Regions from separate parts of the Zea mays genome. Here region 1 is linked to region 2. The links are chromatin contacts, called in public Hi-C maps. All regions are on one chromosome and are shown on one strand. The core of a region is the stretch at or near the end of the contact, and the rest is flanking DNA. Distances in the headings are between cores, read along the strand shown. Region 1 overlaps LOC103634777 (ARM repeat superfamily protein). Region 2 has its middle 7.4 kb from the start of LOC100192882.

Region 1 (4,183 bases), core at 776-3,275, 280 kb before region 2:
AATTCCCTTTTTTGCATGTGTGAAATTTTTTCTTCGTAATTTTTTTTCCATGGATCAGACTTGTGAGTCATTTTCATAAACTAACGCCAAACATGAATCCATGTTTCCTACTTCAAACCCCGAACAAACTCCATGAGCAGGAGGCACTCGTGTTGTCGTCGCTCATCGATGACGAGAAGAAGCTTGGCGACTGTCAGTTCGACCTCTAAAAGCAGTCTTACATGGCCGCATGCGCCGCTGTGTACGACAAGCTCCCGCGAAGCCGCCGCTTGGACGCGGTCCAAAGCAGCTGCACCGCGCTGTCCATCGTTAAGCAGGGGGGCCTCATGGTTGTCGCCAACGTCGACGACTCTCGGGTTGTTCTGGACACCGCATCCGATGACGACGCCATCACGCCGTCCAGCTCATCGTCCACCTGAAGCCCAACCTGCCACGTAAGTCGCTACTGACCGGACATGAATTCTTGTGCGCTGGGACGATGGACGTTGCTGACGTTGTGTGAGTGTCGCTGATGAGCCCGGGGTGCACTTCGTTTGACAGCCCAACCAAGAGTCATCGGTACTCGTCATGTCGCGTGCGTTCGACGACTACTATATCGAGGATTGTGGCGTCATCTTGGCACCGGAGGTGACACAGAGGAGGATCGACAACAGTGACCAGTTCGTCATCCTCGCCACCGTCAGGGTAGCTTTTGTGCCGGTCTACCTTTAATTCTCTTCGCAAATACATACACACTTACCTTTTTGTTTAAGCAAGAGCATATGGTGGTGCGTGTCTGATGACTAACGATGTACGAGGGAATTTTTCCGGCATGTGTGGAACGTGCTCTCCAATGATGAGACCATACAAATCGTGGCATATATCAAAGTCTGCATGATACTGATGGTTGCAATGTAGTGGTGAAATAACTAGATTAAAATAACAAAATTTATGTATGGCTAGGATCACAAATTAATTATGAAACATTTTCTCATAACAATATAACACAGATTTTGTATATAAGTTATCGTAGTATACTGGTATTATATATTCCCGTTGCAACGCACGGGCATCCAGCTAGTTGAGTCATTATATATTTAAAATCTCAATCAGAACAAAAACTAGAATGCATATGTAACATTATGGACCTTAGTACGTATTTATTTGATTGAATTGAATTAACAGAGATTAAGTCCATTATTAAATCCAATAGAAAGGTCATACTAAAACAATTTAATCTTCAGATCTGTTTTAATTAAGACGAAGCATAATATTATTTGGATCAAGTCTTTTAAGGCTATTCTCAATCTACTTTTATCTTCTCACAATATCCAAAGATTACATGCCATATGAAATTACATAAAATACAACTATCCCGATGTATAGTATTATAGATTATTATTTTTAATCAGCTATAGAGTATTAAATGGTAGCATATGTGAGAGTGTGGGGGGCACTTGAATGGTTAAAAATTTAAAATTTCAATGTATGTGATCTTGTGCCCAAGTAGTTTCTTTCCCTCAATATACAATTTTCTTCTCTTTCCTCTTAACTCTCCTGCCACATCATTAAAAAAATGCTTGTAGCATGCATTACATGTGTATGTTATCAGTATTAAATAGTCTAATTATAATACTAATTACATAGATAGAGGATAGTTTATTAAGCGTAATTAATCTATAATTAGTAAATGTTTACGTAGCATCATATGAGCGAATCGTTGACTAATTAGATTTGATAGGTCCGCCTTATTGTTTAGCTCTAATCTACATAATTAGTTCTATAATTAAATATTTTTAATATTTTTAACTTGTATCCAAAACATTCCATGTGACAATGAGTAAAATTAAGTGATGTTCCTTAAAGAAAGAGAGAGAAACGAACCGACCGTAATGACCTGTGGTAGCTTAGGGAGCAAGCATTTGGGCTGCGAGAGATCGATCGAGCCGGCCGTTCACTCTGCGGTTTCGGCTCCATTTGCACTTGCCGGCGCGAGTGCGCGTGAGACGAGAACGCGTTTGCGTACGCATGAATGATATCGCGGGCACAGCTCCATGGATGCATGTGCGCAGGAAAGCTAGTGAGAGCGATTGATTGACGTCGACCGACCGGTGCGAGTCCCGTCGTCGACAACGTTTCCGTTTCCGTTTCTGTTCCCGTAATATATCATTTCGTTTATATCCCATTCATGTTTCCGTTTATATCTCATTCTTGTTTCCCCGTAAATACGAAAAGGGTCTCGATAAAAATAAAATACGGTACCAGACGAAGCAAAAAATTCTCCCACTCGTTTTCATCCCTGGTGAGACATAACGAGGTCTTCAGGCTTGTAAAGACTATTTTTCAGTTCGGTCCATGAAACCTTCATTACACCGGGTTTAGGATTGAAAACGCACCTGCAGGCAGGCCCTGAAGCGATTCATCATTTTTCACTCTTTTTTGTTTATATTTTGAGAAATAAAATGGGTTGATTCTCTGCCCCTCATCATCCGTCGTTTGCTAATAATTAGTACAAAGCATGAGAGAGAGATAGAATGGTTCTGTCAAAAGCAATGAAATAAACTCAATGATGCACCCCCTATATTTCCCATGCATGGTAGACGAGAACCATTTACAAAACAGGGAAATCATGTCATCTGGCACTCACACACGACAGCACATATTTTAGCATGCATGAGCTCTGGAACCACCAATTTTTAGGCGTCCACTGAACACGTTCTTGGTTATAGAGATCCACATCGCAGAAGAGATCATCTTAGCACCCAGACGTTGCAAGGAACCGGTCGTAGGGACACAGCGCTGGCAGCTTACAGGAATTGGGGTGCCATTGTTCATCAGCTGTGCAGAGAAACGTATCTGCTTGAGGATCCTGCCGAGATGACTGCTCGACGGAAGATTCACCAGCCTGAAAGTTAAGAACCTTGTGAGCACATGCACATTTAGTTCCACCTGGGTTGAATCTCAATATCTCATTTTAAATTCACCTGTCAGATAAAATATTGAAACCGCAACTTTTTAAAGGAAATGCAAAATAAAAATAAGTGGCAAAAATGTACTCAGTTCATATAACGTCCAACCGCCAATGAATACTGTTCTTATTGGCAGCTGTTTAACTGTGGACAGTTCAAGGTGCTAAGGATCTCTAACCTCTTTTTCACAGACACTCATGCACGCAGATAGCTTTTGCTGCTTCCCAATCAGAAGTGCTTCACATTGGTTGGCTACGTCCTTGAAAGGCAGATCCTGGTTTGTTGACACTGACGACCTTCCAACATGCTGAGATGTTTCCAAAACCTATACACAAATTATAACTCTTCTCAGGACTTATCAACTTATATTAAAAAGGTTTTTCGTGTTACCACCGTATGAGAGTAATGAAATTATGCTCTAACAAGTGTCAAACACTCCTGCGTTTTTCGAGAAAAAAAATGAACTGCACGGAGATATCCTTTTTTTTTCCAGCGGATTTTGAACAATGTAGAAGAACCAGGATATAAGTACATACTGAATCAAGAAGCCGATTGACATCAAGAATGTTGTTACATGGCGGATGTTGCAAGTGAGGTTCTACTGAGCTGTCAGATGCTTCAGCGAGAGTATCATCTTCAAAAACAAATCCCAATGGAATAACCTGCAGAAGTACCATCATAATAATATAAGATCAAACTGATAAAACTTCACAGGTGTTGAGTTGTTCCTTATCTATCATGAACAAGACTGATCACCTCCATAGACTTATGGTGCAGTTTCCCATTTTGTGCTGGATACTGTGAAGGTGTTTCAGTAAAATGAGATCCCAGACAGCTGTCATCTGCTGAAAATTCCTCAAGCAACTGTTTCCTAATAGCAGACAATTCTGACTGCAGAGAGAATTACACCAGAGCATTGCCAAATAAGCAAGTAAAAGGTTCACAGCATGAGGAATAGCGTATATATGACAATCTTTTGTGCGGTACCTCCGACATATCTTCCAAGCTGTCAAGTATAAGAGGCACTGATGTTTCTTTTGACTGATTTTCATTCATGTCAATGTTCGACAGTGATTTCAGAGCTAGCTCATCATCTTCTTTTGAACCATAGAGTTTCGTGCAGGACTCATTAGCACTATCAAGAGCCTGCAATCTACAGTCTTCTATTAAACAAAGAAATGGATCAACCTGCAACAAGGCACATAGAAAATAACAGGAGAATTATATAATAATCT
Region 2 (4,282 bases), core at 1,510-4,009:
TTATCTAATTGTTTGATATTGTGTTTTTATGTGAACAAAGATAATATAATCAAGAAATTGGTTGTGAGTGGGCTGGACGAAATGCTCGTGGCTCGCTGACTCGCTCGGTTCATGGTCAACTCGGCTCGACTCGGATCGGCTCGTTTAAATTTTTTCATGAGCTGAGCTGACATCCTAGCTCGGTTCGTTAACGAGCCAGCTCGCGAGCTAAACGAGCTATCATATTCCAACAAAACGAAGCTATATGCATATCATTTACAGAATAATTGATGAACATGTTATATATATATATATATATATATATATATATATATATATATATATATATATATATGTGTGTGTGTGTGTGTGTGGTGTCTATGGCATATGAATTAAACTAATGGTTAATGAACTATGTTTATGTGTTAATTTGGTCTATGCAAATATAATTATGGGTTAAACTGATGAACATGTATGTGAATTGTGAATTAATGAGTGATAAATTGTGCTAATTTGGTGTTATATTGACGTGGTTTGTGAAACTATGAGTATAATTGCTATTTTCTATTGTTAAATTAGTTTTAAATTAACTAAAAAATAATTATTATGTACATTTTATTTTTTTCTGCTCTGGCTCACGAGCTAAACGAGTCAGCTCGAGCTCGTAAACGAGCCGAGTCGAGCTGGCTCGTTAGCTTAACGAGCCAGCTCGAACTCGGACGAGCCGAGCCGACTCGTTATCCACCCCCGACTATCAGGCTAACTCCAATAGGAAGAAGCCATTTTGGCCATCCATTGGTCTTTTGGGGTTTAGCTAGCTATCCAAATTGTTAGTGTATCCATTAATCCATAGAAGCCATTTTAACTTATAGTATTGGGTTGGTGGATGGTAGGATTGCCATGTCACTGAGACACGTAAGAAAATGGCTGCCTCCTTGCTTCCACCCATTTAAGCCTTCGTCTCTCATTTTTCTTCCAAAATGATTGCTCCTTGCAGCACATATACGTAGTGGCATAGCTAGGATTTTAGTGATGGATGGTCTAATTTAGACCTTCTTCGGTTATTCCCATTATACAAGGATTGAATGAGATTGGAAAAAATTTAGAAGAACTTTGACTTGCTTTGGATTTAAACCCAACCAATCTCACTCAATCCACATGGATTGAGAGCTAACCGAACAAGGCCTTAATTTTCCACAATATAAGTGCAACAATTGATAAATAGGTGTATAATAAAAAAATTATCAAATATAATATGGTCAAATAAAAAGGTCGTATGATCATCTAACATATTAGAAATAAAAGGTATAAAAGTCATCTGAAATCTTAAAAGTAAAAAAATAGCAAATACAGTATGGTCGTATGTACTCTGCACGTACCATATAATTGTATGAGAGTTGAACGATCAGATGTTGTTGATTGGATTTATGGTAACTGCACGGTTAGCACGACCTTCTCCTACCTAAACGACTTGATGCAGGTGCAACCATGCAACATGTCGTACTGAGTCTAGAACACGTGCATGTCGTAGTCATGCTAGATCTGCTTGGAGCACTATCGTGCATGCTTGTTCTAGAACTAGATAGTCATCTGGTGTGGCTGCAGGCGTAGGAGCCCAATTTCACATGTTGTTGTGATGTGTTTGTGTTGTCGTGGTGGTCACGTCAAGTAAATAAAATAAAGCTATTGCTTAAGAGCAATATTTTTATGCCTAATATTTTTTACATAATATATATAGTTTAATGTGTTTTGGGCTAAGGTGGTCTAACTCCGCCACTGCCTATAAGCCATCTATTTTACCTTTGGCTGCCCCTTTAGGTCATGTTCGGTTACACCAATCCATAAGAGGATTCCTAGTCAAAACCTTCTGGATTGGTGTAACCGGACAAGCCCTTAGTTGTCCGGTTGGAGCCAGTCTTAAAAGGTCTCAAGTAAAAAGTCACATTAATACCTTTTTTTGTCTATATCAGTATGCATTTTCATCTGTTTTATATCAGAATTTGTAACTATTTTAAATTAAATTTTATAAATTCAAGATTTAATATTTTCATTTTTTAATTAGTCTTCAACTTCAAGAATTACCGTGTAGTTTAGTGCATGTATATCAAATTATGTTTAAAATTTAAAACGGCCACTGAACTATAACTAGTTTAACCGAATGCATGTATAAATTTTAGGTGGTATACTATATAGTAAAATTCTGAATCTACCACTGATTAGCAGGAAGAGTACGCAGTGCCATTCCTTCTACTTTCCTTCTTTAAATAAGACAATCCTGAATATTACATTAAAAATGAACCTTTATAGAGGTTGAGAAAATTTATAAACCTTTACTTTATCCATACACAAAGGTATCATAGCCATTGACTATAACCAAAATCAGACCCTTAAACTGTGATTTGAAGTTTGACAAACGAAGAGGTTTTTTTAACTCCGGCATGAAATTTACGGTACAGAAAATCAGACTTAAAAACTAAGGAATGCTGCCAAACCATCTGAGCAAGACGATCATTCACTTTTTTTTTAATATAGAAAATACTTCTTTTGAACCAACGGTAGTTGGTAGCAATGTCTGTTACCGTTAGAGCTTATTCGATTATAGGTGGATTGAGCGGATTTAAGAGGACTAAATCTTCTGCTATATAAATTTATATAGGTTAATGAATTTGGCCGGTTGAAATTAAACGACAGCAAAGAAACGACAAGGATAAAAAGTCCGTAGGCCGATCTGTCTCGTCAAGAGGATTGTGTGGATCCACTGATGCCAACAACTCAAGCTTTTCCAAAGATGAAAAAAAAGTAGTACGTACACGCACGCACGCACGCACGGAATCTGAACGCCTGTAAAGTTTATAAAATTGTGCGGAGCCAACAGCATCAATCAACGCTGCATCTTCACGTCCTTTTAGAGAAAAAGAAGAACGCAAACATTTGTTCCAAATTTTTTCCTGATCAATCGATCGCCCCAGAGCATATATTTACTTTTTCGTGGTATTCGTTCACGTTCGCATTTTTTCTTTGTCGTCTCATGAATTTATAAAAACAGCAGAGGCGAAGTAGTGACTAGTGAAAATCCGAGGGCATACGTTTGTCGTATGGGTGAATAGATTACCGACATAATAAGAGCAAATATAATAACACGCAACAAAAAGCTTAAATGTTAAGTTGAAGGACAGAGAAGGCTGTTAACTTAGAGCAACTCCAGTAATTTTCAAAAGAATTCTAAAAACAAAAAAATTTAGAGAGCTTTTATAAAATTTCCTCTCCAACTGCTCCTGAAATCAACTTGCTAAATTTACTTATATTCCAACTAATTCACGTCAATCTATTTTTGTTTCGGCGCCTTTTACTGGTTAGGATTTTTTTATACAGTGTCATAGATTTTGATCTATTATCAAAATTGTCGGTACCCTGAATCAGGGGTACCCTCTTCTACGGCATGAAGGCGCTGCACCCGTACGGCACCTCCAGGCCATGCAGAGAGCGGCATCCGACCCCACAACATGGGCAGGTCTAGGGGCACCACGTGGCAAAGAAAGATAATACTTCCCACGGTGCATCGATGGGTCCGGACCTCCGCAGAGGTACACTGGACCCCTGTACGTACGGGTTCGGAGCTTCCAAGAGGGCATGTCAGGTCCCTCCGAATATGGTCCGGGCCTGGGCAAGGTCCCGGGACGAGGAGGACCCCGGCATGAGAAGGGGTCCGGTGCCGGCACGTGTCCAAGCCTTGCCCTACGCTTCCCGCCCAGGCGGAGACCCACTGCTGCCGCGTGGCTTACGACCCGTGATATAAACCAACGAGCCGAGCCTGACGTAAGACCCACACAGTCGTGCAGCCTCTGCGTTTATTGCGGAGAGGACGCGTTGTCTGCCACCACGTTGACGGGCGATGTGCCCTCTCAGCATTTAATGCACTCTGTCCAATCCGCTAGCAGACGGCGTCAGAGTCATCCAACAGACGGCGCGCCTGACCAGTCTGTTGGTGAACAGTGCACCCGTGCCGAGCGGCACACTGTACTCACCATCCCTTCTACAAGAAGCTTCCCTTGCATGCCGAGGATACGCAGATCTCAGGCGTCAGGACACAAGAAGATTGACCCAGCAGCAAACATTTGTGGCTCCAAGTGCTATATTCATTATGTCCCTGGGCCCACATGTCGGGGCCCAGTACCTTTGTGCATGCCCCCTTCAGCTATAAAAGGGGAGACATGCGACGTTACAACGCAGGCTCACACAAGCTGATAGACTCACAAACTCATACGAGTTCACCAGCAATACATCACACAGTGGAGTAGGGTGT

What was found. A called contact is a pair of places that touch in the nucleus more often than the background predicts.
Region 1: a contact with region 2 is called in a Hi-C map of leaf, with 2.9 times the contacts expected there. The contact joins two enhancer-like sites. A contact is called at or near these places in 2 of 25 Hi-C or Micro-C datasets (both in leaf).

What each region holds. Positions count from the first base shown.
Region 1 is chr8:11,079,508-11,083,690 of Zm-B73-REFERENCE-NAM-5.0, reverse strand. It overlaps LOC103634777 (ARM repeat superfamily protein), which reads right to left. Exons shown (of 20, transcript XM_008657364.3): 16 at 3,936-4,136; 17 at 3,705-3,839; 18 at 3,485-3,610; 19 at 3,127-3,273; 20 at 2,398-2,884. The coding sequence ends at 2,735. Among protein-coding and RNA genes, the nearest start is that of LOC103634777, 22 kb to the right of the region's middle. Within about 2 kb of position 2,025, at least 15 of the 20 cell types and tissues checked have an H3K27ac peak or open chromatin away from gene starts, as enhancers often do. A contact at or near this core is called in leaf, where this site is marked.
Region 2 is chr8:10,803,753-10,808,034 of Zm-B73-REFERENCE-NAM-5.0, reverse strand. No RefSeq gene overlaps it. Among protein-coding and RNA genes, the nearest start is that of LOC100192882, 7.4 kb to the left of the region's middle. Within about 2 kb of position 2,759, at least 9 of the 20 cell types and tissues checked have an H3K27ac peak or open chromatin away from gene starts, as enhancers often do. A contact at or near this core is called in leaf, where this site is marked.